Linked DNA regions of Oryzias latipes: region 1 is linked to region 2. The links are chromatin contacts, called in public Hi-C maps. All regions are on one chromosome and are shown on one strand. Each heading gives the region's core, a stretch centred on a gene start, on an enhancer-like site or on the middle of the called end of the contact. The rest is flanking DNA. Distances are from core to core; before and after follow the strand shown. Region 1 holds the start of hic1 (hypermethylated in cancer 1 protein). Region 2 has its middle 26 kb from the start of mir132.

Region 1 (3,421 bases), core at 594-3,093, 100 kb after region 2:
GTACTAAAACAAATGGATCCTCTGCAGCGTCGCTGCTAAAACTTAAGTGCGTCTTCTTTTTGCCCTACATCAGTAAAAAAAGAAAAATATAAAATGTAATTAACCATCTATTGGACATTTATTTGCGCATTATATTCGCCTTTTATGATTTTTTGAATAAAAGTTAAACACTTAAAGAAATACTAAAAAGAAGGGAAAAAAACTTTTTTATGACATATTTTTAATAAATTATTACATGACAGTGTCAGCCGCCTGATCCTTAAGACAGTTAAATAACAAATTCAGTTGATAAGTAAACACGTCGCGTTTAATGGAAAAGCGAAGCTTTCCTGTTTAATTTAAAAGTTGGCAAAAAGCTTTAATTTCTCAAAAATAAACTTTTAAAACTCTGAGGAGTTTGCTGTAGAGTGAGGAAGAAATCAGAATGTCACCCTGTCCCTCTTTGCTTGTGTGGCTCTGTTCTTACCTGCATACCCGATGTCTTCTGCCATCCGATCTAAGTCTCCCTTAATGATCATCTCAGCAGTCACCAGGAGTCATATCTGACGCTTCAGCGCTGAACTGCCAGCCTCCCAAAAACCATGCCAGTTTTCCGAGCGCGTCTGCCAGCTCTTTTTTTATGATTATTAATTGATATGAATTTCTTCTCGCTCCTTGGGTACGTCCTCCCACCCACTTTTCCTCCCTCTGTCTCCCTTAATGCCCCTCCTCTCCACTCTTTCTCATCCTTTCCAAAAAAAGAAAAAAATACGTGCTTAGGGCAGCATCATTTTCCTCTCTTGTTTTTTCTTCTCCTACTTCTAATTCCGTTTGCTATTTTTTGAGTCTGAGCAACAAGGCGCACGGAGATGATAATGGAGCCTCTATGAGCCTTAAGTGTTTTAGCGCCCCGTGTGATGTCAGTCTATAATAAAACTAAAAGGTAAAATCGAGGGCAGGAACTTCAAGTGACCTCGACGTGAACTTCTCAACACATCGTCTTAAAGAGACAGGCAGCTGTTGAAGCCAAAGCGAACTCTGCGTGGCGCATTTCTTGCGCGTGATCGGGGAGGTTTCAGAAAACGGAAAAGTAGTTTTGAGATGTCAAAAACCTTCAAGGAACCTAAAACCCCCTAACCCAGTGTGTCCTCACAGTTATTACTGATTATTGTTATTTATGGGTTTTATTTACATCCATTAATTGGATAAATCGATAGATTTTTACGTGTTCTTAATATTTCTTCAAACCTCCACGGGTCAATTCAGCTAAAAAAATTGCCAAAAGGAGGCTTGATGGCATTTCAAAGGATGACAAACTCATAAGGCAACACAAAAAAGTTGCCCTCTGAGACAACAGGGGCCTTACCTGGTTGTATAAAGATTTTGGTTCAAGTGATTTTGAATTGCGAAAAGGACAGCAGGGTCTACTCTAACGCTGATTTTAGGCAATGTAATACTTGTTTCAAATTTTTATTTTGTATGCCTTCACTATTCTTCATTTTCTTGTTGGAGGTCCTTAAAAAGTTTAAATGTAAAAAAAAATGTTGGATGGCATATTTTAAGTGAGGAAAATGTATTTAAAAGGAGAAAAATTAGAAATGAAATGATGGGTGTATTTCTTCACGAGTTCGAGCTTCATCGATAATTAAAATAACACAAACGTAATAGGTGTGAGGTAAACTCATAAAAGTCAGTCTTCCTGACACCGGTCTCCGTGGATACCCCCTTTGCCCCTCAGCCTCCGTCCCTCTTACCTCGCACTCATGTCTGGTGATCTGGCCGTGTGTTCTCCCTCCTCTTCTTCGGCAATCGCTCCGCACTTCCCTCCGCACTCCAACCCTTCTTTCTCCTCAGACCTTCCCTTCCGCGCGCTTTTCCTGTCCAGTTTCCTCTCCTTCAGCCTCTTCCACACTTCAAAAATCCTCACATGTCATCGGGACGATCTGACACCTTTAGGCTGTGCCGGGGTCCGATCGGACCAAGCGTGCCGCCTGCGAGGAGTATGCATGTCGCACAGCGACACCCAACGGCAGAAGTCCCACAGGCCTCGTGACAGCAGCGGACGCGCGCGCGGTGGTAGCGGGGCCGCATTGGAAGGTGAGCCACGACCTGCTTCACCGTAAATCCTACATTTGAAGAGACATTAAAAACAGTCTGTAATAGCTAAATCATATCATTGCACGCATCTTTATGCATATTAGATTATCAAGAAGATAAACCCAGAATATTTAAAACCAATGGATGGCTTTGTGCCATTTCAGATATTTAAACCAGGGGCCTTTAACCTTCAACACTTGAAGAGCCATTCATTTGGGTCGATTTCTCACTGACTGCAACCCATTGGAGCCATAAAGTCTTCACCTTTTAGAAAAATAAGACCCAGATTTGTTACTGTTGTGATCAATTTGAACACTCCTTTGCTTTTTGACATAAATAAAATATAAACATTTCGTTTTTTTTAAATAGGAAGGTTTTTTTTATAACTTTTGACAGAGATTCTCATGACTTTCTTTCAAATTAAAGACACCCCTGTCACAATCATCTCAATGCACCAAATGTAGGAGATACTGTAATGTCAGCGGTGATTTGAAAATAAACAGTTTATTTTACTGTTTGTGGTTCACCTCAGCCACAAATGGGTAAATCTAATGGACTCAAATAAAATCAGAGCTAATTAATGTCCCTTGCCGTGTTTTCCGCACCTTAAGGTGCAAAACTAGGAAATCTGCCCTATAATCCTGTGCACCTTAACTCTGGTTGTGCTCACTGACTTCCACTTGATTTTATGTGGTTCATGGGACTTAAAAATCTGTCAGAAAGCTTTAGTCTGACTGTTTCTAAATGAGTTGAATGAAGTTTGAGTAAGTTTACATGCTTTTTTTTTTAACTTAACTACTTATTAACTTTTTACTTTACCGTTGCTTTTTAAAACTATACATTTTTTTGTTCTTATTTAACCAAAGAGCCACAATGGAGGATTAAAGGAGCCACATGTGGCAATGGAACCTCAGGTTGCAGCCCCCTGATCTAAATTATCCAAAGTTAAGGCTTTTTTTATCTAAAGTAACCACTAAGTATGTAATGTTACAGAGATGCACACCTTTTTTATTTGTTTAATCAAAGTCAAGTCATTTACAGCAATTTCACATTCAAGTCAATAATGTATTGTGAAAAAACCTGTTGTTTTTTCAGAGCGGTTGAAATGACAGCAAACAGACGAAGCAAATGACTTTCCCATCACTGCACGAGGCAGACGGCTGATGTGACCCAGACAAACGCTAAAGTGAGGCCTGTTTGTGTTTGTTTTGATTGCAATAGCAGCTGACAATCCCATGAGGGCGTGCAGGGTCTCTTCCTCTTCAAATTACGCGAGTTCAAGGTGCTGCTGTTTCATTGAAATGATATGATCCACCCCAAGAAGTTGAGGAAGGCATTGTCTCCC
Region 2 (3,765 bases), core at 3-2,502:
GATAAAAGCAAATACCTTTATTGAAACAGAAAAAAACGAATCCACTATATATTTCTTTAAGGAAAAGAAATCATTTTGGCATTTTGATAATTTTGTTACCATTTATTGCTGCAATACCAAACTTTATGAAAACTCAACAAGTTTTTCTTGTTTCAAAAGTTGCACAGGTTTAATCATTTCCATCAATTTTTCTAATGCTCTTGAATTATTTTAGTCTTTCCCTGGTCTCCCTTCAGACTGTTCTAAGGGCAGTACGGGTGCAGATCAAATCTGCAGTCGGAGATGCAGACAACTTTTGTGACAGATTTTAAAACTGACTTCAAAACCTGATATCCTTTTTTTTATTTGGGATTTTAAAATGGTTTATTCTAAGCAATCAAAGCAAAAATAAAGCTAAAGCAAAACAAAAAACGGTAATATATGTCTAAATAATTGTTAATCGTGAATTGGTTGGAAAATATATGTTTATCTATGTGCAAATGTAAAAAATTCAATTATAATTACTCCTAATCATAAATACACCCATTTGCTTCAATACACACATTGAAATCTTTAAATATTAAGTTTGTCAAAAGAAGTTTAATGAATTGCTTGAAAGGGAGTGGGAGGATGCAAACTTATGTAGTTTTTATATATTTGTCATCTTTATATATTTGATCAATTACTTGAAAGGGACAATATGGTTTTAACAGTTTTTATAAATTTAGATTTTACAACCAATGTTGTAAGTTACCATGTTGCAGATGTAGCATTTGTGATTTCAAAGATCATGTCTTCATTTTTCTCAGTCAACAAAACAAACGCCTTAGTGATGTTTTTATTATCCCTGATTTGGAGAGAAGGGGAGCAGTGCAACATCTCAGCATCTTCTACTTTTTCTCTCCCTGTTCTTGTGTCAAACTTGCTTTTGTCTTGTTTCTCTGTGGTTTTCTTTCTTTTTTTTTCGGAACCGTGCACACACTTTCTGGCAGTTGGCTGCACACGCGTGTACACTACCACGAAATAAAACTCATGAAGTGAACCCCACTCACCCTTCTCCAATAAAAACACACTTTTCCCTAAGAAGTCGTTCAACATCAATGAAACGTGTGTGCCTCGGCCAAGGTGCATACTTCTCATTCAGTCTTCCCACAGTTCCAGGAACGGTAATTGAATGGTGAATGGATGTGATTATGATCTTCTGTCAGAGTCTGGGGCCTGATCAGACAGATGAAGGTGTGTTTGGTATGCCAAGCCAGCTGTTGTTGGCCGGGAGTGGTCTTTGGCTAAGTGGCTAGCCTTTCAAACAGACCTTATCTCCTCTGCATATCAGAAGCCTCTTGATCAGAGCGTTGGCTTCTCGTTTCAAAATCCTCCTCCTGCTAACACAAAGACACGTGGGCAGCTGGTGCTGTCTGACACAAAAAATGTATGTGTATGTAAATAAAGTAATTATTTAAAAAATTCCTTCATCGGATGATGATTGATTCGTACAAATACAGTATTTATCTGTGAAATCAGAAAATGTTTTCATGGCAGCAGTCGAGCTCTGACATGGGCTGTTTTTGTAGCAGTGCTTTCCATAAATGTATTACGTCAGAACCTAGTTCTAGGTACGTTCTACTTGACTGCATTGGAAAGGAAAGGTCAGAGTAAAAACTGCGTCAGAGTAATAATGACACACACTACTTTTGTGATCAATGCGAGTAACAAAGAAAAACAAGTTTCAAGTAAAAAATGAACAGCATTTATGAATGACTAAAAGAGGGTTTTTTTTTTCGGAGAAGCATACATGTGAACTTGTGCCACTTCGATGTGAATTGTTATGCCTGACGATCAGAATCATGACTCACCACAGCAGTGAGAGACAGTAGAAACGAGTTATAGGTAACGGTGAAGAGGGAGATGAGAGAGCAGCACTTTAGCAGCTGTTGCCACGGTTACTGGTTCTTGTCAGAAAGCACTCAGGAGTACTGCTGTTGCAAAGTCAAGGTCAGTGTACTCCTTAAAGTGAGGGGGATGGAGACTGGAAAACTCTTTAAATGGTCCTTATTTACTCCCTTATTGTGTTTGGGTTCTTCTGCAAAGGCTGCATACCTCAGAACAAAAGTTCATTTAAAATGTTTTTTTTATTATTATTATTTTGCCTGCAGGATGGATAAAAATACAAGATGCAAATTCATTAACTGACCTGTTTATGACGTAAACTTCAAACAAAAAATTAGAAATATAGCCTAAAACAATGACTTCTCATTTATATTTGTACTTTTTTCAGTGATCTGAAAAATTAATAGCATTTATTAATTAGTATTAATTAATATCATGTTTTTACCTTAACCCTCGTTTAACCGAAAAGCTTGCTAAATCAATAATGCATGACAATGCACCCTCTCATCGTATTTCAAATTCTGTACCTGAGTCTTAAGTTTGTTCTTCCTAGGGCAGCACTTCACTTCGCTGAGAGATTACAAGCATCTGTTGGATAAACACCTCTCCGCTCATACTAACACTGAAGTACCAGACCTGCTTGAGGGTTTACATATATACACCCACAAGTGAGTGTGTATAATCTATAGAAACACTCTTGTGTTGTGTTGACACTATGGATGATTACTGGCGGTCCGGCGGGTGCTACTGTGTAAACATTTGCTTTAATCTTTCCCTCTGCAGGTCAGTGTCTTGTTCAAGTCTGTCCATATCACTCTGCCTATAAAAGAAGGCTATTACCGCTTGACTGATGGCTGTTGTTTGAGCTCAAAGCTGCCTGTAAACTGATTTGTGTCTGAAGACAATGCTCAAAAAGGAACAACAGAGCACCTTTGTGCTATCCAAAATAGGAAATATCCAAAGAAACGTTATTCTTGTACATATGCCACTTTAGCATCCAGACCTTTGAGTTGTCTTGATCATTCGTTTTTATATCCATACTGTTGCGGGTCACAGCATCTCACCATTATCAAGCAGGGGGCTGAGACTTCCTGCACCTAGCCAGGAGTCAGCAGGAAAAACTTGATCTGAAGAGCAAAACATTTTAAAAAGTTCATTTTCACATTGTGAAGTCAAACTGTCATTTTTTTAATTATAAATTAGTCTTTCCTTGCTATAACAAACTCCACGTATAACACCTTTTGGCCTGCATTCAACATTGTTCTGACAGCTAAAGTCAGTCAATTCCCTGTTTGTGGTTGTACATTTTCTTTTAAAGAAATGTTGTTTCTCTTGTATCTCTTGTCTGAGCTGCTAGATTAGTTTAAAATAATGTTTTGTTTTTTCAAACAAAATGTTGATAGATTTTGGGACATTTTCCTGAATTTTGGGACATCTTTTGCCTTGTTTAAGATGGAAAATTTGCTTTCAAAATTAATATTCGGCGTGCATTCGAATTTTGTCTTTTCCATGAAAGTTTGTCACAACCCAGACTGCAAAACAAATCCTTCGGAAATGACTTTGTTGTGCTTGTTATTTTTATTAATTTAATTACAGCCCTATTTCTTTTTTCAATCAAACCTCCACTAAATGTCTAAATTTTTAACCATCTTTTTTGAATCTTTGCAATCATTCATGATATCTTCCATGGTCATATGCTGGCTCAGAAGATATTTTTCTTTGAGACAATTGTTGCAGAACAGAAGAAGTTTTGCTCCAACTAAGCTTCTTGAACTTTAACAGTGAATAAACAGATATTATCACACTTCTCATCAAAACCATTGTTATCGTTGAAGGTTCTTCTTGTTCCGCTAAAGCACAACTCCAGCTTTTTTACTGTCAGCTGCCATTTCTAAATAG

Evidence for each region. A called contact is a pair of places that touch in the nucleus more often than the background predicts.
Region 1: a contact with region 2 is called in a Hi-C map of gastrula embryo, with 2.4 times the contacts expected there. The contact joins the promoter of hic1 here to the enhancer-like site in region 2. A contact is called at or near these places in 5 of 5 Hi-C or Micro-C datasets (embryo, fibroblasts and gastrula embryo).

Annotation. Positions count from the first base shown.
Region 1 is chr13:11,026,537-11,029,957 of ASM223467v1, forward strand. hic1 (hypermethylated in cancer 1 protein) reads right to left here and starts at 1,844. Exons shown (of 2, transcript XM_004075333.4): 1 at 1,734-1,844. LOC110016198 (a long non-coding RNA gene) reads left to right here and starts at 1,973. Exons shown (of 3, transcript XR_002291499.2): 1 at 1,973-2,076; 2 at 3,172-3,262.
Region 2 is chr13:10,926,224-10,929,988 of ASM223467v1, forward strand. No RefSeq gene overlaps it. Among protein-coding and RNA genes, the nearest start is that of mir132, 26 kb to the left of the region's middle. Within about 2 kb of position 1,253, at least 1 of the 8 cell types and tissues checked has an H3K27ac peak or open chromatin away from gene starts, as enhancers often do. A contact at or near this core is called in gastrula embryo, where this site is marked.